2 separate regions of the Sus scrofa genome follow, and region 1 is linked to region 2. Evidence: chromatin contacts called from public Hi-C data. All regions are on one chromosome and are shown on one strand. The core of a region is the stretch at or near the end of the contact, and the rest is flanking DNA. Distances in the headings are between cores, read along the strand shown. Region 1 overlaps WDR25 (WD repeat-containing protein 25). Region 2 overlaps WDR25 (WD repeat-containing protein 25).

Region 1 (4,576 bases), core at 985-3,484, 76 kb after region 2:
ACTCCAGGGAATAACACATGGACACAAATAAGACTGTGGAGAAGTGCTTTGCGAGTGGACAGGGCGGGGGCAGCATTCAGTCCCAGGAAGGCTTCTGAGAAGGGTGGAGGTGTCTCCGCCGCCTTCCCCAGCCTCAGGAATGGCGACTCCATTGTCTGGTTGTCCAGGCCACAACCATCAGACTCATCTCTCTTTCTGCTCTTCCTCTCGCCCCCCGACGCCCAAACCATCAGCAAATCCAGTTGTCGCTGGTTGATGCCGCCACTGTCGCTTGCTGGGATAAGTGCAGTAGTTTCCCCCGCCCCTACGGTTTGTTCTGGACGCAGTCCCCGGAGGGGTCTGTTAGAGCGGGGGCCGCGTGTGTCGTGCTTTGGGTCGGAGCTCACCCGCAGTGGAAGCTGTGGCCCTGCAGTGGCCCACAAAGCCTCAGCGAGCTCCCTTCAGCCGGGCCCATGAGCCCCCTCGAGTCTCCTAGAACCACCAGCATGCATGTGCCTGAGGGCCTTTGCACCTACACTCCTTTGACCTGGAATGCACTTGTCCCTTGTCCCTCCTGCAGGGCTCGTCCCTCCAACAGGGTTCTGCTCACATGCCACCTCTCCAGGGAGGCCCTCCCCGGTCACGGTGCCAGCCACCCCTGGCTGTGCCCTTGCCACCTCATGCCTCTCCGTGGCACTGTCATCACTTAGCGCACAGTGGACTTGACATTTTTACTTGCCTGTCTCCTGCCCCTCGTGTAAGCTCTTCTGGGCCAGGGGTCCTTGTTTTGTTTGTGGCTGACTTCCAGCTCCTAGAACAGTGCCTGGCACACCGTAGGCACCCCACCAAGCGTGGCTGACTGAGTGGAGGGCAGAGGAGGGCCGTCTCGCGGTGCATGCAGGTACAGGAGGTGGGGTACAAGACGGTACAGGGCCAGTGATGGGCTCAAATGGCGAGCGTGGGCCCTGGGCCGTGGAGCAGGCTGGGCAGAAGGCTTTCACTGCCATGAGTCTTGGTTTGGACCAGTCGTGGCAAATCAGGGAGGTTGTGAGTGGGGTGCCAGGATCAGGGCAGGGAACGGGCTCTGGGAGGGGTTGTAAGGAAGACCTACGGCCCTACCGCCTCCGGGGGTGGGGGGGGGCTCAGTGACGTCAGGACGGCTGTTGTCAGGATCTGAGAAGCACTGCCCTGGTCTGAGGGAGGCACGCAGCCACTCGAATCCCACAGGGTGGTTCATGATAATACCTGCACTGATCTTGCCTTTGGAAGAGGAGGGTACAGAAGGTCGGAGAGCGTCCTCCTCCACTTGGGATTCAGGGGAGTCAGTGGTCCCACACTGAGGGGCTCTCGCCTGCTGCACCTACAGTGCCAAAGCCTCTTCCTAGAAGCACCCCCTCCAGGGCCGCCTCCTGCCCCGTCCTGGGCAGGTGCGGCTCCCTGGCAGGTCTGCCCTGAGCAGAGGCCTTTCCGCATGGCCAGGATGGGAGGAGGCGAGATGGGGCTTCCTGTGCCAGAATCTTGGAGTTCCCTTGTGGCACAGTGGTTAAGGATCTGGCACTGTCAGTGCTGTGGCTCGGCTTTGATCCCTGGCCCAGGAACTTCTGCATGCTGTGAATGTGGCCAAAAAAATTAAACTGGAGTTGGTGCTGCAGACTGGCCGATGCATAAAGGCACTTTTCTTATTAAGCTGCTGGTATTTGGAGGCGAACCTGAAAACAGAGTCTGTTTCTTTAAAGAGAACCGGGTGTTTTATCCATAGCTATCTTGCTTAAAGAACTTCACAAGTGGGAGAGTTAGAGCACAGAGAGATGTACTCCTTTCTTTTTTCTTTTTTTTAAAAAAAACCACACATTTTTCTTTAACAAAGAGAGTCTTTTTTTTTTTTTTTTAATTTAAAGAAAAATGTTTGGAAAAGAAAGGAAAGTTACCCATGAAGAAGTGAACCCGTGGACCTTTAAAAACACTCATGTTTGGGACAGAAACACATAATACACGAAGACACTGGAAAGTGCCATTGGACCTGGAAACTCTTAGTCATGCCGTTTGAAGCGGGGCCCCTGCTGACGGCCGTATCCCTTAGAGGTGCACTTACTGTTTTTAGCCTCAAAGACCAAACACGTAAGAAATTACTCATCAAGGACGCCATCTGATTTAAGACTTTGTTAAAAATACCGGATTTTCTCCTAGGGCAGACGCCAGCTGACGCGCTCGGAGAAGGCTGGGGAGAAGCAATTAGGAGCAGATGTTGCTGTGACTGGTATTGGCATGTTTGCCAGTCTCTCCCAAGCTAATAATGTGGGTAAAGGGATCTGTGCGGTATTTGTTTTCACTTCCGTTTCACCAATAATCCAACTGCCTGTCCTCCCTCGCTGGGTCACAGGACTCGTTCCATTTGCATCAGCCAGACGTGGGGGACCCCTCTCTTGCCTGCTGCAATTATGTCCGCTCTGACAGGTGTTGCCCAGGAGCCTCATCTGGACCCAGCAGGAGGACCAGGGAGGAAAAGCACGGGCGCCCACCCGGGGTGGCTCTCTGTGCTCCCGCGGGCTCCGCCAGGCTCCCGCGGGGCTCTGTCCCAGGTGCTGAACCCCCCCCCCCCCCCCCGCCCGCGTGCGGACGTCTAGGGCTGAGCAGCTTGGCTCTTTCTGTCTGCCTTCAGGGCAGCCGTGGAAACCGCAGGTGGAAGCAGGAGGGACAGACTTCAAATCTTAAAATCAAGACAAGTTTCCGCTTTCATGTTTTTATTTTTATTTTTTCTTTTTACAGCCGCACACGTGGCATGTGGAAGTTCCCGGACTAGGGGTCAAATTGGAGCTGCAGCTGTCGGCTACGCTATAGCCACAGCAACGCGGGATCCCAGCCGCATCTGTGGTCTATGCTGCAGCTTGTGGCAATGCTGGATCTTTAACCCACTGAGTGAGGCCAGGGATCGAACCCGCATCCTCATGGATTCTGCCCGGGTTCTTAACCCACTGAGCCACAATGGAAACTCCAGGTTTCTTCTTTTAAAACAATGGGAAGGACTTATTATTATAAAAGTAATATGGGATTATATGAAAAATTAGAAAAATGGAGAGAAATAGAAGGGATACTCAAGCCAGCTGAAGGTAAATAAACATTAGTAACATTCCAATATCTTTATTTCATTGTTCTTGTCCCCTGGGCATTTTTAAACTTTTTTTCCTTTTTCTTTTTTTCCGCCACCCCACCGCATATGGAGCTCCTGGGATCAGATCCAAGCTGTAGTTGCACTCTAAGCCCCAGTTGCAGCAACACCAGAACCTTAACCCACTGTGCGGGCTGGGGATCAAACCTGCATCCCAGCGCTCCCAAGACCACACCCAACCCATTGCTCGCCCCCTGTGCATTTTTTAAAACACTGTCTGGTCGTGTTTTCACACAGTTTTGTGATTTACTTTTCACACAGCACTGTAAGGGTTTTCCTTGTAATCACAAGTTTTCGTAGAGTTTTCAGCACATCTCTTTGATACAGCAGGCTTGGCCGATTTGCTCCTTGCCCTATCCTCAGGACTCGAGCCGTGTCTGGCACAGCAGCGCTCGATAGATATGGATCGAATGAGTCGATTTCAAGTGACTTAGCTTTTAAACCCTTTCCCTAGGTTGGACACTTAGGACTTTTCCTCGAGCTTTATTTGCCTTTTAACGTTAATAGGTGGGAGGGAAGAGGCCAGGATCAGCACACTGCAGCTCGGGGCTGTTTTTGTAAATAAAGATTTATCGGCCGCAGTTCTGCTCAGTCACGTGACGTCGTCTGCAGCCGCTTTCACACCGCAGTGGTCGGCTTGAGGAGTGGCACCAGGGCTCACAACGTGACCAGCAAAGCCAAACATATTTAGAGTCTGGGTGGCCCCTGCTAGGAGGGATCTGGCTGTGACATCTGTCCCGCTATGGCTTGTGGGGACCGAGCCTCCAGATCTGGCTGACAGGCGTGTGTGGGGGGGGGGTGTCCCAGGGCCTCACGCTGCCATGGGTGCCCTGTGGAAACCATGGGTGCTCAGAGACTGTCTTCTCAGTTGTCTGTGCTTCGGTCAGGGGTCCTTTCTCTCTGTTGGCATCTCCCGCCGAGCCAGCCAAGTCTGCTTTAGTATACATTCCACCTTCAGACACGTTGGTACGGCTGGTGTTTCCCACCTTTGGGGTCCTCTTTCCTGCAGCTTGGCTCCCAGAACTGAAACTGCTGTGTTGAAATGCGTCGGCATTCTGAAGGTGAGGGGTGGGTTTCGGCTGCTGAAGCCAAGCCCACCTCTGGAGCGGGACGCCTGGCCGACAGGCTCTCGCAGGGGCTGAGGAGGAGCTGGAGCCGATAACTTCGAAGCTGCTTTCCGGTCCCACACGTTTGTGGTTCCGCAGGCTTAGCCACATGATGAATGTTGGGAGTCTGGACTCCGCCGGTCCAGCCCAATTCATTACAGCAAATGGGCTGCTTGGCCCGTTCTTCCTTTCTCCGCCATCTCGCTCTGCTCGGGTTTGATGATTGGAGCCCGTTCCTCATGGCTGCACAGCGTCCGCCTTCGTCTGCAGCGGGTCGGCAGGATGTGTCCTCGTGCGTGAGCCGGCCGCACCTGCCGACTCCAGG
Region 2 (4,840 bases), core at 2,283-4,782:
GTTTCTCTCCTGCCAAAAGGTGCCAAGAATACTTACCCAGCTCAAGGAACTGTTGTGCGGGTTAACTGTGGCCTGAGCCCTGGCACTTGGCAAGTGCTGTCGCTGTGACTCTGACCCACGTGTGTGTGATTCTTGTGATGAATGTGGTCCGGGGCCCCTGGCTTAGGTCCTCGCTCAGGGTTCAGGGCTGGCAGGATGGCGTGCCCTTGCTTGCCCTTGGCCCTGTCCACGCTGACGCTGTGCGCACTGAGCGTGGCCTGTTCATTATTGCTCATAAACACTTACGGAGTTTGAAGCGAAGAGAACATACTTTTTAATTATTTCCCTGCTTGTCTCCAGCAATGCTGTTGTCAAGGAAACCAAAACCTTTGAAAAGCTTTTCAGCTTCCCGTTCGGAAGAGGATACTTGTGCAGTGCTTATGTTGTCTGTGGAAATGGACCCGTCATTCTGGAACAAAATCTGTTTCTTTTTAAAGGGTTCACTTCCTTCATTCTTACAAATAGAATCTTTTTGACCCTTTAACAGAAGATAGAAGATTGTATGGTGGTATTTTCTCAAAAGAATTGCCTGTATTCTTATCTCATAGTGTTTCATTCATTGAGCATCTGTTGCAGGACTTGGGTGCTAGGGATGGGAGTGGGGTACAGAGGTGGGTACGACATCTCACTCTTCCTCGAAAGATTCCCGGCCTCTTTGGGAAAAAGCAGCACAGGTGTAGAGTGCTGTGTCATCCCTGCTCCGGAGGGTGGGGGGGTCTCGGATCAGGTGCTACAGGGCACAAAGGTTAGCTGGTGGGGGTAGGGGTGGCGGGGCAGATTCAGTGAGAGTCACATGGGCTCCTAGAGGTTGCTAGAAATTGTTCAGCAGCAGAGATAGAAGAGCATTCGGGCAGAGGGGATAGACAGTGCAAAGGCCGGAAGCATGGAGGCACATGTAGACTGCAAGGCTCTTAGACGAGGCGGGTGGGCTGGGCCCATAAAGCAAAGGCGGCGAGACTCTCTGGAGAAGACTTGCGAGGCAGGAAGTCAGGAGTGTGGAGTGTGAAGAGGTTGTCAAGGCCGGCTCTTGAAAGCTGTTCTATTTCTGTCGGACAGAACCCTTGCTCCTGGGTGTTCGGCGACACGTCACTCCTCACAGCCCAGCTTCAGAGCGAAGGGACTCTGCTAACACGTTTTGAGTTTAATAATTCACTTTTGCTCCGGGAGTACAGCTTTCACTGTAATGTTTCGGCCAGGCTTCCAGTAAAACTTTATGATTGTTAAACCCAATCAAGGGCATTGGCTTTATATGAAAAAGATAAATCAGTGTTCGAAAAACAAGTCTTATTTTTAAGCAGCCTTTGTTTTTCTCTTAAAACTTAAAAAAAAAATTTAGGTTTATGGAAGAGTTGTAAATATAATCCAATGAGTTCCTCTATACCCACCCCCGGCTTCCCTGGCATCTTACGTGACCCTGGTGCATTTGTCAAAGCCGAGATACCACCATCCCTGAAACTGTGTTAACTAAACAGGGGGCTTTACTCGGATCCCACCAGTTTTTCCACGAGCGTCCTTTTCTGTTTGCAGCATCCAGTCCGGGATCCCATGTTGCATTTGAGCTCTTGTTGTTTTTATTTGTTAACTATCTTTTGGGGGGGGGGATGGACAGGAAGCGGGCTGCGTCTGGTCTGGCCCCACTTATTCTGAGGTCCCTGCGCTGACACCCCCGCCCCTCCCTTCCAGGTCCCTGGTTGGTGTCCCAGGTCAGGGCCCTGCAGCCAGGCTCAGGCCCAACACTGTTTGCTTTTCAGACCCCGGTTCCTTGTGGATCTCGAGCAGGACCCGTGGGGGGTCTGCACGCTAGGGAGGCTTGGCGCGTGCCCTTGCCAGCTGCCAGGGGCTCCCCTTCCCAGTGGAGGCGGGTTAGTGATAACAGGTCTCCTGGGCCTTTCCTTTTTTCTCTCTTTTTTCCTTCGGATTTAACCCGGCCAGACCTTTGGGCTGATGTTGACATTAGTGAGAGTTTGGATCTAGAACATTCTCTGCCTTCAGAGAGAAGCGTGTCCGTAGGTCATTTGCCTGCCCAGGTGGGGGGGGGGGGTTCCTGCATCTGGCGTGTGCTCGCTTCCACCCTCCGTCACCCCACGCTTCTCCCACCACCTTTTCCGCGCTTCTCCCTTCCTGCTCCCCCCCCCCCCCGGTGCCACGGCGACCGTCCTTGCCTGCCCTCTTCCTCCTCCCATCCCCCCCAGTTTCCTTCTTCCATTCCTGTCTGTGACAGGCCAGTGAAGCTGTTGCCACGGAAACAGAAGCCCAGCAGAAGCTCCGCTCCGCTTTCCGGATGCTTCTAACGATGATGACGCAGATAATGTTGAGTTCTAGAATCAGCTGCGTCCCGGCCTGTGGCCTCCAGAGCCCCTTCATTTTCCGAAGGCCACGTTGGTGCCCCGGCTCATAAATCTGTCCAGTGGGTGGTCAGTGTTGATTTGGTACCTTAATACACTTTCCTGTTGCTCCAGAAGACTGGCTGCAACCTGTGTAGAAAATGCTCAGCTGAGTTTACTTCTATTACTGAGGGAAAGCACCAGAGCAGAGTCAGTGGGCTGCCAGGTTCAGAGGGTAACTTTTGTTCCCCGTGGAGGCGGGGTCTACCCATTTGTTGAATTCCTGGGTGGATGACGGATGGCTTTTTTTTTTTCTTCCTTTTTTCATTTTTAAAAGTTTGAAATATAGTTGATTTACGGTGTTTGATCATTTCTGCTGTACAACAAAGCGATTCAGTTATGCACTGCATGTACAGCCCATCTCCATTCTTTTCCAGATTCTTCTCCCACACAGATAATCACAGGCCATTGAGTAGAGCTCCCTGGGCTATACAGCAGGTCTCCACTGACCACCCACTCCATGTGCAATAGTGTCCCCAAGCCAGTCCCAGACCCCATGATGACCAGTTGCTTTTGAAGGAGGCTGGGAGAAAGAGAGATTTAGTTGGGGCTTTAAAAAAATCTTCCAGGGAGCTCCTGTCGTGGCGCAGTGGTTAACAAATCTGACTGGGAACCATGAGGTTGCAGGTTCGATCCCTGGCCTGGCTCAGTGGGTTGAGGATCTGGCGTCGCCGTGAGCTGTGGTGGAGGTCGCAGATGCGGCTCCGATCCCGCGTGGCTGGGGCTCTGATGTAGGCTGGAGGCTACAGCTCCGATTAGACCCCTAGCCTGCGAACCTCCACAGGCCGTGGGACAGGCCCTAGAAAAGGGAAAAAGACAAAAAAACAAAACAAAACAAACTTCTGATATTTAGTTTCACTCAGTGACTGTTCAGTGAGGACTTGCCGGTTCCAGGACATGTGCTCCTGCCCTGGGTAACAGGGCTGGAGGCGGGGTGTGTGTGTGTGTGTGTGTGTGTGTGTGTGTGTGTTTGCACGCACGTGTGTGTGGGAGCTTCCCTGGAGAGTCCCGTTCCTTGGTAGTTGTTATCGTAGTCGGTGAGTCCGGCTGCTCGTTAAGTAGGCTTGCGGTCCCCTCGGAGGGAGGGCTGTTGGCTGCTGGGCCTTGGTGGAGCTGGTTTATAGTGGAGGCAGCCCTGCTCCTTTCTGTTTGTTCAGGGTCTGACTTAGGCGCAGCTTGTTGGCATTCGTTCGGGTTTGGAGCTTTGCCATTCAGCCAACGCCAGCTAATAGCCCAGCAGGGGAGAGTGAGTTCATGGATTATATTTAAGTTAGTACTTATTCCCAAAGGTAACTTTGCTTAATAAAAACCTTAAGCCTTTATTGCTGTGCTTATGGGTATCTTGGCTCCAGGGTGTGAAAATAAGACTTACAAAATCCAAACATTATTTGTGGAAATGCAAAAACATTTTCATTAATAGAGGGTGTGAGAATAGCGAACGGTGCTTCCCATCTGTGTCTAAATGGACTTTCTGCACTCGGGCCTTTTTATTTTCATACTCATTTCGGGCTTATTTAAATATCGTCCTTTCAGTAGCGAATTCTAAAGGAAGGAAGCTTTGGTGTGTGAATAACTTTACAACTACGCACAGTATTTCTAGGCGGTTGCTGTGACTTAAGTTGATAATGGACCCCACACAGCAGTCACTAATGGGTGATAATCTGGAGTGTTTTTGTTATTGTTGTTTTTATTTTAGAAGAAAGGTTTGAAATTAGCATAGTAAATCTCTGTGGGATCTTTGCAAATAAAAGAATATTCCCGTTAAAAACAACTTTCAGGAAAGATGTATGGTAATGAATAAAACATCAGTGAGTGAAAATAAGCGTGTTTAATTATTCAAGTAGAAGTAGTAATTTAAACTAATTATTGCTTGCGGATTTCATAATTCAGTTTTTGTCTCGCAATAATATTTCCTCTGGGCCTCCGGGGCGCGTCGGCGGCTGCTCCCGTTCCTGGGGCGGCCCCCCCACGCCCACCCCGCTGCAGCCCCTGGTCCCCCAGCATCCGCACGGCCTCCTTGGTGGCCCAGGCCCCGTGGATCCCCCCTCGCACCGCCTAATTAAGCATTTCCTTGCTTATCGCTTTCTGGGCTTGCTTCCGGGGGTCTCGGCCCCTCCTGCACGAGTCCCGAGTGTCACACGGGGGCCAGACCCCTCTCCCCGCCCCAGTGTCTTGGGCTGCTCTGTCCCTTCGTCGCCCTGGCAGAGGTGATGCCGAGCCTATGTCCTGCATCCTGAGTTCCTCGTGAGGCAGGTCCTTGCGCCCCTCCCCCCGCCCCCGCCCCGGGCTGCCTGAGATGCCCTCTGGATGGCCTCCCCTGATGCCCTGCTGGAGTCACCATTTCGTCGTCCTCATAGCTTTGCATCAGTAGGTTCTTGGGGTCCACTAAATTTTTTTTTTTTTTTTTTTGGTCTATT

Evidence for each region. A called contact is a pair of places that touch in the nucleus more often than the background predicts.
Region 1: a contact with region 2 is called in a Hi-C map of embryonic fibroblasts, with 2.0 times the contacts expected there. The contact joins two enhancer-like sites. A contact is called at or near these places in 2 of 47 Hi-C or Micro-C datasets (embryonic fibroblasts and mesenchymal stem cells).

What each region holds. Positions count from the first base shown.
Region 1 is chr7:121,337,202-121,341,777 of Sscrofa11.1, forward strand. All of the region lies in intron 4 of WDR25 (WD repeat-containing protein 25), which reads left to right. Among named protein-coding and RNA genes, the nearest start is that of MIR9830, 70 kb to the left of the region's middle. Within about 2 kb of position 2,235, at least 4 of the 83 cell types and tissues checked have an H3K27ac peak or open chromatin away from gene starts, as enhancers often do. A contact at or near this core is called in embryonic fibroblasts, where this site is marked.
Region 2 is chr7:121,259,454-121,264,293 of Sscrofa11.1, forward strand. All of the region lies in intron 2 of WDR25 (WD repeat-containing protein 25), which reads left to right. Among named protein-coding and RNA genes, the nearest start is that of MIR9830, 7.9 kb to the right of the region's middle. Within about 2 kb of position 3,533, at least 12 of the 83 cell types and tissues checked have an H3K27ac peak or open chromatin away from gene starts, as enhancers often do. A contact at or near this core is called in embryonic fibroblasts, where this site is marked.